Regions from separate parts of the Sus scrofa genome. Here all the other regions are linked to region 1. Evidence: chromatin contacts called from public Hi-C and HiChIP or PLAC-seq data. All regions are on one chromosome and are shown on one strand. The core of a region is the stretch at or near the end of the contact, and the rest is flanking DNA. Distances in the headings are between cores, read along the strand shown.

Evidence for each region. Hi-C and Micro-C count contacts between places; a contact is called where the count stands out from the background. HiChIP or PLAC-seq counts read pairs in DNA pulled down with a chosen protein or histone mark.
Region 2: a Hi-C map of skeletal muscle shows a contact between it and region 1, with 4 times the contacts expected there. The contact joins the promoter of LOC102167410 here to the promoter of FAH in region 1. A contact is called at or near these places in 3 of 5 promoter capture datasets (fetal liver, fetal skeletal muscle and liver), 11 of 47 Hi-C or Micro-C datasets (alveolar macrophages, epiblast stem cells, heart right ventricle and 4 more) and 2 of 2 datasets of contacts at active chromatin or transcription factors (alveolar macrophages and skeletal muscle).
Region 3: an H3K27ac HiChIP or PLAC-seq map of alveolar macrophages shows a contact between it and region 1. The contact joins the promoter of BCL2A1 here to the promoter of FAH in region 1. A contact is called at or near these places in 2 of 2 datasets of contacts at active chromatin or transcription factors (alveolar macrophages and skeletal muscle).

Annotation. Positions count from the first base shown.
Region 1 is chr7:49,045,821-49,050,356 of Sscrofa11.1, reverse strand. It overlaps FAH (fumarylacetoacetase), which reads right to left and starts at 2,524. Exons shown (of 14, transcript XM_003356648.4): 1 at 2,240-2,524. The coding sequence starts at 2,320.
Region 2 is chr7:48,871,205-48,875,740 of Sscrofa11.1, reverse strand. LOC102167410 (5-formyltetrahydrofolate cyclo-ligase) reads left to right here and starts at 2,291. Exons shown (of 6, transcript XR_002345772.1): 1 at 2,291-2,453.
Region 3 is chr7:48,895,867-48,900,402 of Sscrofa11.1, reverse strand. BCL2A1 (BCL2 related protein A1) reads left to right here and starts at 2,736. Exons shown (of 2, transcript NM_001164511.2): 1 at 2,736-3,218. The coding sequence starts at 2,799.

The DNA.
Region 1 (4,536 bases), core at 1,275-3,774:
GGCTAGGACCACAGGGACTTTAACGACTTGGTCTTCGGCTCCAGGCTATTGCAGCACCTGCTCCTCAGGCTGTCCCAGTCTGAGGAGAGAGCCAGGATCTGCTCTACTCACCCAAGAGCAACCCAAGATGGAGGGAGGGTGTCTCGTGTGTCTTTGATCTCCAACTCCCAGCCCAGAGTCAGGCCCAGAGCTGGGGTTCATAAGCGTTCACTGAATAAAAGAATGAATAAAATGAAAACTGGATTGGGAGTTCCTGCAGCTCCAATTCGACCCCCAGCCTGGGAACTTCCATATGCTGCACGTAGGGCCCTAAAAAGTAAAAATAAAAAAATACAATAAAATAAAAGGAAAACTGGGTTGATTCGCAATTGTTCCCCCAAGACTATGAACGGCTGGCCACCAGCATGGAGGAGAGGAGGCTTTGCCTTGGCAACTAGACCAGCCTGGAGAGGCAGCCACCACCCTTGGAATGGCCAGTGATTGCAGCGACAGCTTCAGACACAGGCTGCTGCACTTGAAGGCCCTCAGCCTTCTGGAATGCCACCTCCCAGCCCTCAGCACTGGTTTCAGAGGACAGTGGTACCCAGAGCTCCCTAGGGGCTGTCTCTGCCCATTCTAACATGAAACAGCAGGAATGTGGTGTCAGAAGGCTACTACTAGCCACCCTCTGAGAGGCGTTCATTCCAGAGTCTTCTGGAAAAGCAATTCAGAGCATCCTACCCACCTCTCACAAGGCTTCTGCCTGATGGACTTGTGCCCCGAGGGAAGGCGAGGACACTCTGCTGAGGGCAGAGTGTCAGAGGCCAGCAGAGGGAGGGCTCCTCTCCAGCAGAGCACATTGGTTAACACGGTTAAGGTTTAACATGCGTCATTTGCGGACTTCTAGGAGACTGTTAACTTTCTGTGTTCTTGCAACATCTGGCCAGGCCTGGCAGTTGTGCAACCACACACTGAATCTTTTAGACCTTGGCAAATGCTGTACTTGAGGCCAATGATCACCCACGGGGGGCAGGGAACCCACTCTTCAGGAAGGGGCTTCCTGCTAGAAGCTCCATCTAGCCAACAGGGCGAAGCAGATTCTGGGCTTCTCTGCTTTACAGAGTGAATTAAGACTTTACCTTGAAAGTTGGGGGCAGAAATCTAAGCCAAAAATACAAATAAATCCAAGGGAAACTGCTTTCCCCACTCTGGGAAGCTTCTTATATGTTTGTTGATAAACTCCCAGTTTTCAAAGATTTCTTTCTGCCAAGCAGACTACACGCTCTAAAGCGAAATTTCCTTTCTCTGCCTCAAAGGGCTTCTGAACAGTGAGGGAGCCCAGGGAGCCCTGGGAGCTGCAAGAAGACCAGCTGGAGGCAAAGAAACTTGACTTCTTAGACTATTAGATCCCAAGGCACTCACCCCTCTGAGCTACTAAAAATATTGAGTTGATCAGTATTTCCTGAGTTCTAGGGTTAGGGACTAACCTGGGAGTTGAGCAACTGGCCGTATAGTCTCTGGGGGAAGGAAACAAAGCCAAATGACTTTGGGGTTGACTGTGAGTTCAACTCCTCTGTAATAATAATCAAACTTGCTCTGTTTGCCTGAGGAGGTGATTCATATGTTTTCTCTTATTTTGCATTTAATTCTCACATAAACCTGTAGAAACTGAGGCTGAGAGTTTCAATAACTTGCACATCTAGAGGTTGCCAGGAGGAATATGAATCCACCAAGCACTCTCCACGATCTACGCAAAAGAAAAAAGGTGGGAGTTCCCGTTGTGGCACAGCGAAAACGAATCTGACTAGTATCCATGAGGATGCGGGTTCACCCCTGGCCTTGCTCAGTGGGTTAAGGATCCAGCGTTGCTGTGAGCTTCAATGTAGGTGGCAGACTTAGCTCAGATCCTGCGTGGCTGTGGCTGTGGTGTAGACCGGCAGCTGCAGCTCCGATTAGACCCCTAGCCTGGGAACTTCCATATGCCCGGGGTGCAGCCCTAAAAAAGCACACACACACAAAAGGAATAAGGCCCCTGCCTCCACCCTACCTCCCAACGCACCCCCAGGGGTGAAAACGAGAGACACAGCTCTCAAGGCCCCAAATAGCACTGGGGATCTTCGCAAGAAGTTTCTAGCATAGAAATGACCAGCTCAACGTCCTGCTTTATCTGACCAGGGCGGAGCCACAAAGAGGAGTGGGGGTTCTGGGCGAAGGGGACGCCCTCCCTCCCGGCGCCCGGAAGCCGAGCATGGCAGCTCACGTTGCCTGTAGTGGAGAAGACGCCGTAGGGCAGGTTGTGGATAGGGAAGTCAGAATCCTCGGCCACAGGGACGAAGGACATGCTGGCGAGCACCGAGCAGAGAAGCTGGCTGCGGGTTGCGGGCTGCGGGCGATCAGCGGGCCGGGACTCGCCGAGGTGGTCAGGCCGGGTCACGCCCCCTGAGGACCCCGCCCCATCAGGCCCGCCCCACCAGAGTTGACCCCTTGACCCAGCAGGGCCCGGCCCGCCCTACCCGAGGGCTCCGCCTCTCCTCGAGCCCCGCCCCTCCACAAGGCCCGCTCACCAAGAGGCCCCATCCCCATTAGCCCCGCCCCTCCATGAGGCCTGTTTCTCCGCAAACTCCACCCCTGGACAACCCCTCCTCCCCCTCCCACTCCAGTTTCGCTCATACGCTAGCAGCCCCACCTCCTCATTGAGAGCCCTCCTCCCCGAGTCCACCTCCCAGGAGGCCTTGGTCCAGTTGCTGGTGCAGGGTCCTCGGTCCTACCGAGAGCGATGCCAACCTGGCATTTAAGGCTCTGCCGGGGGTGACTTCAGCCTCGTTTTCCCTCGGTTGTGTGCCCTGCTTTTCAGCTCAACAAAAGTCTTGTTGGTTTCCTGGATACAGCAGACACTTTGACGCCAGATGCTACCTCCTGAGCTGGAACATTGCTTCCAGTCCAGTCCAGTCTTTTCTGCTTTCATAAACCATGCTAATCTGTCAGCTATGGCACTTTGACTTTATCAGTGAAAGGATCATGCCTGTTTGGAAGGCTTAAATTAATGAAAATTAATATTCTAAAAAATATCACTCACCTGGGAGTTCCTGTTGTGGCTCAGCGGTAAGGAACCTGACAAGTATCCATGAGGATGTGGGTTTGATCCCTGGTTCTGCTCAGCAGGTTAAAGATCCAGGGTTGAGGTGAGCTGCAGTGTAGGTCACAGATGCGGCTCAGATCCCAAGCTGGCTGTGGCTGTGTCTTAGGCAGGCAACTGCACCTCCAATTCCACCCCTAGCCTGGGAACTTCCAGATGCCGCAGTTACGGCCCTAATACACACACACACACACACACACACACACAGCGTATGTATATATATATATAGATAGATTATAAAATACCTGTTTATTGCATATACCAGTGTTAAAATGACATTGGCAAGTTGTTTGATGTTGGGCAAGTTACTTAACCTCTTTCTGGCTCAGCTTTCTTCCCTGTATAAGGTTGATAAAACTTCCTACTTCACAGAGTTGATATGAGAATTAAATTAACTGTGGAGCACTTGCACCTGACATACAGAAATTCTAGGTGTTTGTGTGTAAAGATTAAAAGGGGAGACTGAGGAGTTCCCATCGTGGCACAACGGAAATAAATCAAACTAGGAACCATGAGGTTTCAGGCTCAATCCCTGACCTTGCTCCGTGGGTTAAGGATCAGGCATTGCCATGAGTTCTGGTCTGTGGTGCAGACGTGGCTCGGATCCTCTGTGGCTGCGGTGAAGGCTGGGAGCTGTAACTCTGATTCGACCCCTAGCCTGGGAACTTCCATATATCACAGGTGTGGCCCTAAAAATCAAAATAAATAAATAAATAATAAAAGGGGAGACTGAGAAAAAGAAAGAAGGGAGGGGAAGAGAGGGAGAAAAAAATGAAGGAAGGGAGCAGGAGAGGAAAAACAAATTCACATCTTTTTTTTTCTGAAGAACATATATATTCTTTATTTTTATTTATTTTTTTAATTGTTATTTCCCCAATACAAATTTTTTTCTACTGTACAGCATGGTGACCCCGTTACACATACACGTATATATTCTTTTTCTCACATTATCATGCTCCATCAGAAGTGACTAGACATAGTTCCCAGTCAAATCCACATCTTAATCCTCTTTCCAACACTGGTAACTATATAGCTTAAAGGATGAAGATTTGTGATCCACCTCTGACAGTAGAGTGTTTAGCTTTGGGCAAGTCAAACTCTCCAGTTATCAGTTCTCTCATCTGTAAAACAGAGGTAATAATAACACCTACTCTACGATTTTTGTGCTGGTCAAATGATGCCTGGCACAGAGTTGGTTATTAATTAACTATCTTTTTTCCCCCAGGGGCATCCAGCCAGAAAGCTCACCATTCCTTTGTTTCTGGATTTTGCTTTTCTTGATGAAGACAATCAGAAAAGAAGAGAACACAACTATAAAGGTAAAGTGGTCCGCACTAATTGAAAATATGTTTATCATATAAATGCAAATTTCTTAAAAACCAAGTAAAATTGTTCGGTTTTTTTTTTTTTTTTTTTTTTTT
Region 2 (4,536 bases), core at 1,042-3,541, 170 kb after region 1:
ACGCCATCTTTTTTTTTTTTTTTTTTTTTTTTAAATTGCTGACTCAGGGAGTTCCCGTCGTGGTGCAGTGGTTAACGAATCCGACTAGAAACCATGAGGTTGTGGGTTCGGTCCCTGACCTTGCTCAGTGGGTTAACGATCCGGCGATGCCGTGAGCTGTGGTGTAGGTTGCAGACGCGGCTCGGATCCCGCGTTGCTGTGGCTCTGGCGTAGGCCGGTGGCTACAGCTCCGATTCAACCCCTAGCCTGGGAGCCTTCATATGCTGCGGGAGCGGCCCAAGAAATAGCAACAACAACAACAACAAAAAAGACAAAAGACAAAAAAAATAAAAAAAATAAATAAATAAATTGCTGACTCATAAGAATTCTTTATATATTTTAGATACAATTTCCTTTTCTGATATATGACATGTGTGTTCTCTCCCATTCTGTAGGCTGTTTTTTGTCTTGATGGTGTCCTTTGTTGCACAGTTTTTTTTTTTTTTGTCTTTTTGCCTTTTCTATGACCGCTCTCACGGCATATGGAGGTTCCTAGGCTAGGGGTCTAATTGGAGCTGTAGCCAACGGCCTGCACCAGAGCCAGGGCAACGTGGGATCCAAGCCGTGTCTGTGACCTACACCACAGCTCCAGCAACGCTGGATCCTTAACTCACTGAGGGAGGCCAGGGATCGAACCGGCAACCTCGTGGTTCCTAGTCAGATTCGTTAACCACTGAGCCACGATGGGAACTCCCAAATGTTCTTAATTTTGATGAAGTCCAATTTACTTTTCTTTCATTGCTCATATTTTTGGGGTTACATATACACCACAACAGTAGCAACAGACAATATCTACCTACAGAAAGATTATAAAGAATTGGCTCTTGTGATTATGTTTGGAGGCTAGGAAGTCCACTGTATGCCTATTTCTGTCCTTTCTATTCTATTGCACTGGTCCACTGTATATTCAAGTGGCAGTATCACACTGTTTTAATTATAGAGGCTTTATAATATGTTTCAGTGCCTGGAAAGGCTAGTTCCCCACTGTGGTCTTTCATTTTCAGTGTTTTCCTAGCTATTCTTCCATGCCTCTTTTCCCATACAGATTTTAGTAAAGTTGATTTATTGACATAAAACTTATAAACTTTCACATAAACTTTCTATATTTCCTCTAAACGTCCAACAACTTCAAAGTCTATTTTCTTTATCCACCAAATAATTAGCTTTCTCACCTTTTCCTCAGATTACCGAGTGTGAACATTGTCAGGGGTAAAACTGACATAAAAGAGCCTTCCTCCACACCTAGTTCTTCCCTTAAGTTACCACCTTCTCTTCTCCCAATTCAGATCACAGACCCTGCAAGGAAAAAAGTCTCGGGTCTCCGCTCCTAATCATGTTTCTTTTTTCCTTGTGTCTTTTTAGGGCCACACCCAGGGCATATGGAGGTTCCCACCATAGGGTCAAATTGAACTGCAGCTGCCAGCCTACACCACAACGCAACGCCAGATCCAAGCTGTGTCTGTGACCTACACCACAGCTCTTGGCAACATCAGATCTGTCAGATCTGTAACCCACTGATTGAGGTCAGGGGATTGAATCTGCATCTTCATGGATACTAATCAGATTCATTTCCACTAAGCCACAACGAGAATTCCATAATCATCTGTTTCTGAAGGAATAGAACTTTTATAGTAGGAGCAAGTTCCAGTTATTCCACAGTGAAAATCTTGTTGGACTTTAACCCTGTAATGGACTTACTTTCAGTCCTAAATAATCCCTAAATAATCTAGACGTGAACAGAAGACAGAAGCTGCGAGTAAAGGGAAGGTCACTTGCTTCATCAGTGATCTGTCCCACCCATCAGCAGTAAACCAACTCCCTCCCAGCTACAGGAAAAGAAAAAGAGGAAGGTGTTATTACAGAAAAATAAATGAATAAATAAAGGTAATTTTCCCTGTAACTAGTAGGACTGTCTATCGCCCACATTCTCTTTGTGGCTTGCCTAAGCCTTTTCAGGCCCCAGACAGTCCCAGTACTACATGACACATGGCACGTAGGGAATCAAGAGTGGCGTTTATAGTACTCCTTCCAATAGTACTGCAGGCCCAAGGAGGTCTGGCATGCAGAGCAGTTCAGGATGCAGACAGAGCGAGCAACCGGGAAGTCGGTGACCGCGACCTGCTGGGGGAGGGGCGTGCGTAGATCGCAAAGGCTGCACGAAAGTCGGGTCCCAAGTGCGGGAGGCGTGGTGCTCCTCGCGACCCGGAAGCGAGCGGCCCGCCCGTCGGAGCCCGGACCCTCCCCCGCGCCAGCAGATCCAGCGGCGTGCGGACAAGGGGCCAGATCGCGCCCGCGAGATGGCGGCGGCGGCCGTGAGCGGCGCTAAGCGGAGCCTGCGGGCCGAGCTGAAGCAGCGTCTGCGGGCGGTGAGCGCCGAGGAGCGGCTGCGCCAGTCCCGCCTCTTAACCCAGAAGGTGGGAGATCGCGAGGACGGCGCCCACAGCGCCAGGACCAGGCAACATCAGGCCTCTGTCTCTGCGCAGGCGCAAGCCTCTGTCGCGCGCACGTCCGCCAGGCGCGCGCACGTCCCGCAAACGCGTGCAAAGTCCTTTGAGTGTGCGCATGTCCGGTTGTGGGCGTCTGGTTGCTCTTGGGCACCGGCTCGTGGGGTTGACCGCGGCGTGGGGAGTTATGGGGCTTTGGAGGGAGAGGATGGAAATGGGTGACAGACTGCTGAGGTACGAGCAGCGTGAGAACTGAAAGATCTGGAGGGGAAGACAGGTGAACCCCTGAGCGCCAAGGTGCCTTCAGTGAGTCTCAATTACAAAGAAGAGTCCAGTAGTATCAGTAAAATATCCAGAGAAAGATGCAGTTATTTCAGACGATGGAGCGCAAGAAAGGATGCAGAGGTGTAACAGGACTGAAGCCCAGTGCTGCCGGCACTTCATTGAGCGTGTGGAGGGCTGGGCCCTTTCTCAGTAACCCTAGGGCCTAACCTTCTTGCCCGCAGTAGGTGAAATTACATGCTTTTTTCGAATTAGTGGAAGAAAGAACCGAGTCTCATACTTAGGCTCCCTGGGAAGATAGGAAGCAGAAGAGGGAAATTAGGAGAATGAATCGGGTTCCTTGTCGGTTGTCATACTCGGTTTCATTACTTTTGCCGACCAACTTGAATTATATTTTCAGTCTGTTTATGTAGTGCCAATTTTCTTATCAGTAAAATGGCAATCAGATCCTGTCTTGAGAGTATGTTCTAGAAAATGTCTGGGAGACTGATTTTTGTTGGACATCCGAGGGGAAAAAACTGATGTCCTGTGAATAAGTAAATATTAGTAATTCTGGGATAAACTAATGATCTGTCTTCCTGTCTTCCCCAACATCCTGTCTCTCATATAGATCCCAATATTGTATTCGGAAATTAGCAGGAGAGCCCTTTTCCTTGATGTTCCCTTAAATTAGATATGGCATAAGAATTTTTCTTTTTTTGATCTTTTGTGTTTTTAGAGCCGCACCTGTGGCCTATGGAATTTCCCAGGCTAGGGGTCAAATCTGAGCTGTAGCTGTCTGCCTACACCACAGCCGCAGCAGTGCTGGATCTGAGCCGCATCTTCAACCTACAAGGGTAAAGCCAGATCTTTAACCTGCTGAGCAAGGCCAGGGATCGAACCCTCGTCCTCATGGATACTAGTCGGGTTCATTAACCACTGAGCCACGTTGGGAACTCCTGTCCTAAGAATTTTTTAATTGCTCTTCACTATTCTATCATTCATTAGTTTCTCAAATTCAAGGATCCTATGGGTTAAAGCCATAAAAGCAAATACAAGCATTTCACTTCACTCTTCGTATGCATAGGTGTGCAGGAGGTGATCTATGCAGATGTTAGTATATTTATTCAAATGGAATTTTTAAAGCTATTATGAAGAAAGTATTGCTTGCTTTAGTGGATATAGAGAAATATAGGAGCTTAGCCTTACTCTCCAGGTGCTTAAAATTTAGCTAATTAGTTCACATATATTGAAGGCCTACATTAGTCTATATTTTGCTTTGTACTGGGTTGGGGTAAAAAAAAGATAGGATTGGAGTTCCCATCGTGGCGCAGTGGTTAACGAACCCGACTAGGAACCATGAGGTTGCGGATTTGGTCCCTGCCCTTGCTCAGTGGGTTAACGATCCGGCGTTGCCATGAGCTGTGGTGTAGGTTGCAGACACGGCTTGGATCCCGCGTTGCCGTGGCTCTGGCGTAGGCTGGTGGCTACAACTCTGATTCGACCCCTAGCCTGGGAACCTCCATATGCCGCGAGAGCGGCCCAAGAAAATGGCAAAAAGACAAAAAAAAAAAAAAAAAAAAAAGATTGTTGCTCTAAAGGAACAGAGAGTCTAGAAGAGGAAACAGATATGTGAATGAAGAATTGCAGCACTTTCAGATACATGGTAACATAAACACCAAGGCTTTAGAAACATAAACACCAAAATTCCCCTAGTAGCTTAGGGGAGGAGGAATGAGAAGGCTTTCTGTAGGAAGATGTCTAAGATATGTTTGGAAGTACGAGATGAGTT
Region 3 (4,536 bases), core at 1,487-3,986, 150 kb after region 1:
CACATAGAAGTTCTCAGGCTAGGGGTCAGATCAGAGCTGTGGATGCCAACACCACAGCCACAGCAATGCCAGATACAAGTCATGTCTGTGACCTACACTACAGCTCACAGCAATGCCAGATCCATAACGCATTACTGGCCAGGGATTGAACCCCCGTCCTCATGGATACTAGTTGGGATCGTTACCACTGAGCCACAATGGGAACAGGAAATTTTTTTTTTCCTGTTTGCAGCTGTTCATAGATACCAACGCAAAGAATCAAAGTTACTCCACATATGTTGAAGTAAAAAAAGTGAATTCCATTTCTCTAGGGACCCCCTCCCCCTTGCCTCCTTTTTTTCCCACCCACTACTCCTGCCTAGTAACTAGCGACATGGGCTCCTCAGGCAACAGAGAGATGCAGCTAGCAGACAGGAATACGCTTCCCTGATGGCTTTAATGGCCATGTACTCTGGTGAGGAGACTTGAAATCCTCCCCCAAATCCCCACTGCTCCGCTTAGCCAAAAATTTCACTGGGTCTGCCAACTGTTTCCCAGAATCGATGCCAAAGCTAAATAAATGACAGATTTGCATTTCGCTTCAAACTGTGCACTTAATGAAGTTATGCCCTCACCGGGAAGCCCGGTTTCTCATTAGTCCATAATGAGAATGGCGGGGGATCCCGTGCTGATTCAGTGCCCACACTGTGCCAGGCATGGTTACAGGTGCCCATACACAGGTCCTCTCCTTTCATACCTCACGCCTCTGAGGCCAATGTCTATTGTCTCATTTTACAGATGAGTAAGTAAAATAAAGGCACACAGTGAATAAGGGCTCAGGGAGGTGGGTAGGAATGAAGCAGGGGCCTCTGAATCCAAGTCTAGCCTTCTTTCTGGCCCTGAATTTCTAACCACACATTAGACAATTTGGCTGATTTAAGAGCAGGAATTAGAGGCACTGGCTTAGAGCAGGATTTTGTTTTCTACCGGGAGTTCTAGTGAAATGGGGGGTGAGGAACAAAAGTGATACTTTTTAATCCCCTCCCTATATCGTCCTACTCAGGTACCAAAGTGTCAAGGGCAGTACTGCCCAAGCAACGAGAGGCCCTGGTCCCTGTTACCTGGCTGTTTGCCAATCTCCATTCCAAATGGTCATTAATACAGTTGAGCCACTGGGCTGCATTTAAGACCTTTTTTGGGAGGCGAAATTCGCATAATGTAAAATGACCCATTTTAATTAATGAACTTATTTGTCTTTTCAGGGCCGCACCTGCAGCATATGGAAGTTCCCAAGCTAGGGGTTGAATTGGAGCTGTAGCTGTTGGCCTACACCACAGCCACAGCAACACAGGATCTGAGCTGTGTCTGCGACCTACACCACAGCTCACCGTACCACCGGAGCCAGGCCAGGGATCAAACTTGTGTCCTCATGGATACTAGTCAGATTCGTTTCCACCGAGCCATGTTGGGAGCTCCAAAAAGACCCATTTTTCAGGGGAACAATTGAGTGACGGTTCGTACTGTCACAATGTTGTGCAGCCACCACCTCTTTGCAGTTCCAAAATATAGTCAAACCCTGTGCCTGCTAAATAGCTACTCCCCTCTTCCCTCAGTCCCCTGCCATCACCAATGTGCTTTCTATCTCGGTGGATTTACTTATTCTGGATATTTCACATAAATGGAATCACATAGTAGGTGGCCTCTTGTATTTGGCTCCTTTCATTCGGTGCATGTTTTTGAGGTTCATCCATGCTGTAGCACACACTAGCATTTCATTCCTTGCTGTGGCTGAGTAATGTCCCACAATGTGTTTATCCTTTCATCCATTGATGAACATGCTTTTGCCTCTTTTTTTAGGGCCGAACCTGCAGCATATGGAAGTTCCCAGGCTAGGGGTTGAATCGGAGCTGTAGCCGCCGGCCTACGTCACAGCAATGGGAGATCCAAGCTGCATCTGCGACCTACACCACAGCCACAGCAACGCCGGATCCTTAACCCACTGAGTGAGGCCAGAGATCGAACCTGCGTCCTCATGGATGCTCGTCGGGTTGGTGAACTCCTGAGCCACCATGGGAACTCCCATTGATGACCATTGGGGCTGTTTCCACCTGTTGACCCTTTTAAGTCATGCTGGTGTGGACATTTATGTATAAGGATTCGTGTGAGTCCCTGGTTTCAGTTCTTTTGGGTGTACACTTTTAAGCGGAACTGTTGGATCATGCAGTAACATGCTGGTGTGGACATTTATGTATAAGGATTCATGTGAGTCCCTGGTTTCAGTTCTTTTGGGTGTACACTTTTAAGCGGAACTGTTGGATCATGCAGTAACATGCTGGTGTGGACATTTATGTATAAGGATTCGTGTGAGTCCCTGGTTTCAGTTCTTTTGGGTGTACACTTTTAAGTGGAACTGTTGGATCATGCAGTAATTCTATATTTAACTTTCAGAGGAAGTGTGAAACTTTCCACAGGGGTTGTACCATTTTACAGTCCAACCAGCAGGGTGTAAGGGTTCTAGTTTCTATATCCTTGACTTGAAGACTTTTTAAAGCTGAATGAGCCACGTAGAGCATGAGGAAGTGGCCTCTCGTGGAGATATTTTCCTCTTTCATGTTTTAACTTTCTCTTTCACACACAGCCTACGCGTGAGAGTGACGAGGAGGAAGGATACCACCGAGTGATGCAAAAAGAAATTCCACCAGCCTCCAGACACCATCATGTGTCACGTCCCACACAGCCCTCCGAGCTCTTGCTTCAAATCGCCCCAGTCCATTCCCGGTGAATAAGCTGAAGACTTTGCTCTTGCGGGGGGGAAGAAGATGACTGACGACGAGTTTGGATATATTCACATGCTGGCCCAGGACTATCTGAAGTATGTCCTGCAGATACCACAACCTGGATCTGGTCCAAGCAAAACATCTAGAGTGTTACGAGACGTGGCTTTCTCCGTCCAAAACGAAGTTGAAAAGAATTTGAAACCATGCTTGGACAATTTTGATGTTGTGTCCATAGACACTGCCAGAATAATATTCAATCAAGTGATGGAAAAGGAATTTGAAGATGGCATCATTAACTGGGGAAGGATTGTGACCATATTTGCATTTGAAGGTATTCTCATGAAGAAACTTCTGCGAAAGCGAATTGCCCCAGATGTGGACACGTACAAGGAGATTTCTTACTTTGTCGCCGAGTTCATCACCAAAAACACAGGACAGTGGATAAGGCAAAACGGAGGCTGGGTATGTGTGAAGGAAACATTCCTCATTGTTATTTACTTTGAAATAGGAATTGAGTTTCCTTGCTAATTGGGGAAAAAAAAAAAAAAAAAACAACTACCTAAGGATCAACTTTTCTTTGGGTGGTTTGTTTTAAAAGTTTTAAACTTTTAAAATAAAAGAAATCTAGCTTATCTCTAATGAATCCTAAAACTTTATAATTAGAAAACACTTGTGGATCTAGTTTTCATTCCTAACAGTGTAAATTGCAAGAGTGGGGTTTGGGGACTAATAAAGCACCTCTCTATTGCATCTTCAGAATCAGAGTCTAGTCTAGGACTCAGCTCTTGCTGCGGTTGTCACGACAATGCAGAATTAGTATAGTTGATACTAGAGGCTGTAATATTTAAGTTGCAAAAGACAGGTGTAAAATTTTCCAAGTTCATTGTTTATGAATTGATTTTTTTTTAGTTTTCTAATATAACACATTCTGCCTGTTAAAGCTTGGTGATAAAAAAAAATGTGCACCACCAGCAAGCAACTTTATTCAAGAATTTCCAAATAAAAATTCACTTTATGATCAATGCCTTAAAAGGCCAAGATCACGCAGGGGGCCTATGTTAGAACTCATGTTGGTGAGCTACCTTTCCCAGCTGGATGCATATGCTTCTCTTTACATCCCCATGCATTTAATACTTACTTTTTCACAGCACTGTGTCCCCAAGAACCTCTTTTCAACCCATAATCCTGCCCCCCCACTCTTATCAATTATTTTACATGCAAAACATGCCTATTGAAAATAACCATAGAAAATATACATAGCATTTCTTTGCAAAAACAAATTTTGTATATTGTTCGTTAAATAGTATTTATTACTACTTACTAAAGGATACTAAAAATTTAGAGTATTTATAGATTCGTTGTATAAATAGTACATGGTACTTGTTCTGCTTTTTTTTCACCCAAAAGTATTTAAAAAGGTATTTTAAAGGGTACTACATACATGCTGTTGTATATCTGGCCATTTCTAGCTGATGGCTATTTAGTTATTTCCAGAGTTATTTCAGAACTGTCACAGTACTTCATTGAATAGCTTTAATCACATCTTCCCGTCTGTACGTGTGCTTTTCTAGGGTGGATATTGGGATGTAGAATTGCTGGTTCATGATGTACAAAAATGTTTTAAATGTACTGGATCCTTGCCCTCCAAGTTCTACCAAGTTCCCCTCCCATCAGAGCTTGTTCCAATACCCACATTTTTTCTCACATCCTGGCTGACTAAAATTAGGTTGTAACAATCTATCGTATTTTCCCTACTCTGCTGGGTTAAATATATATATTT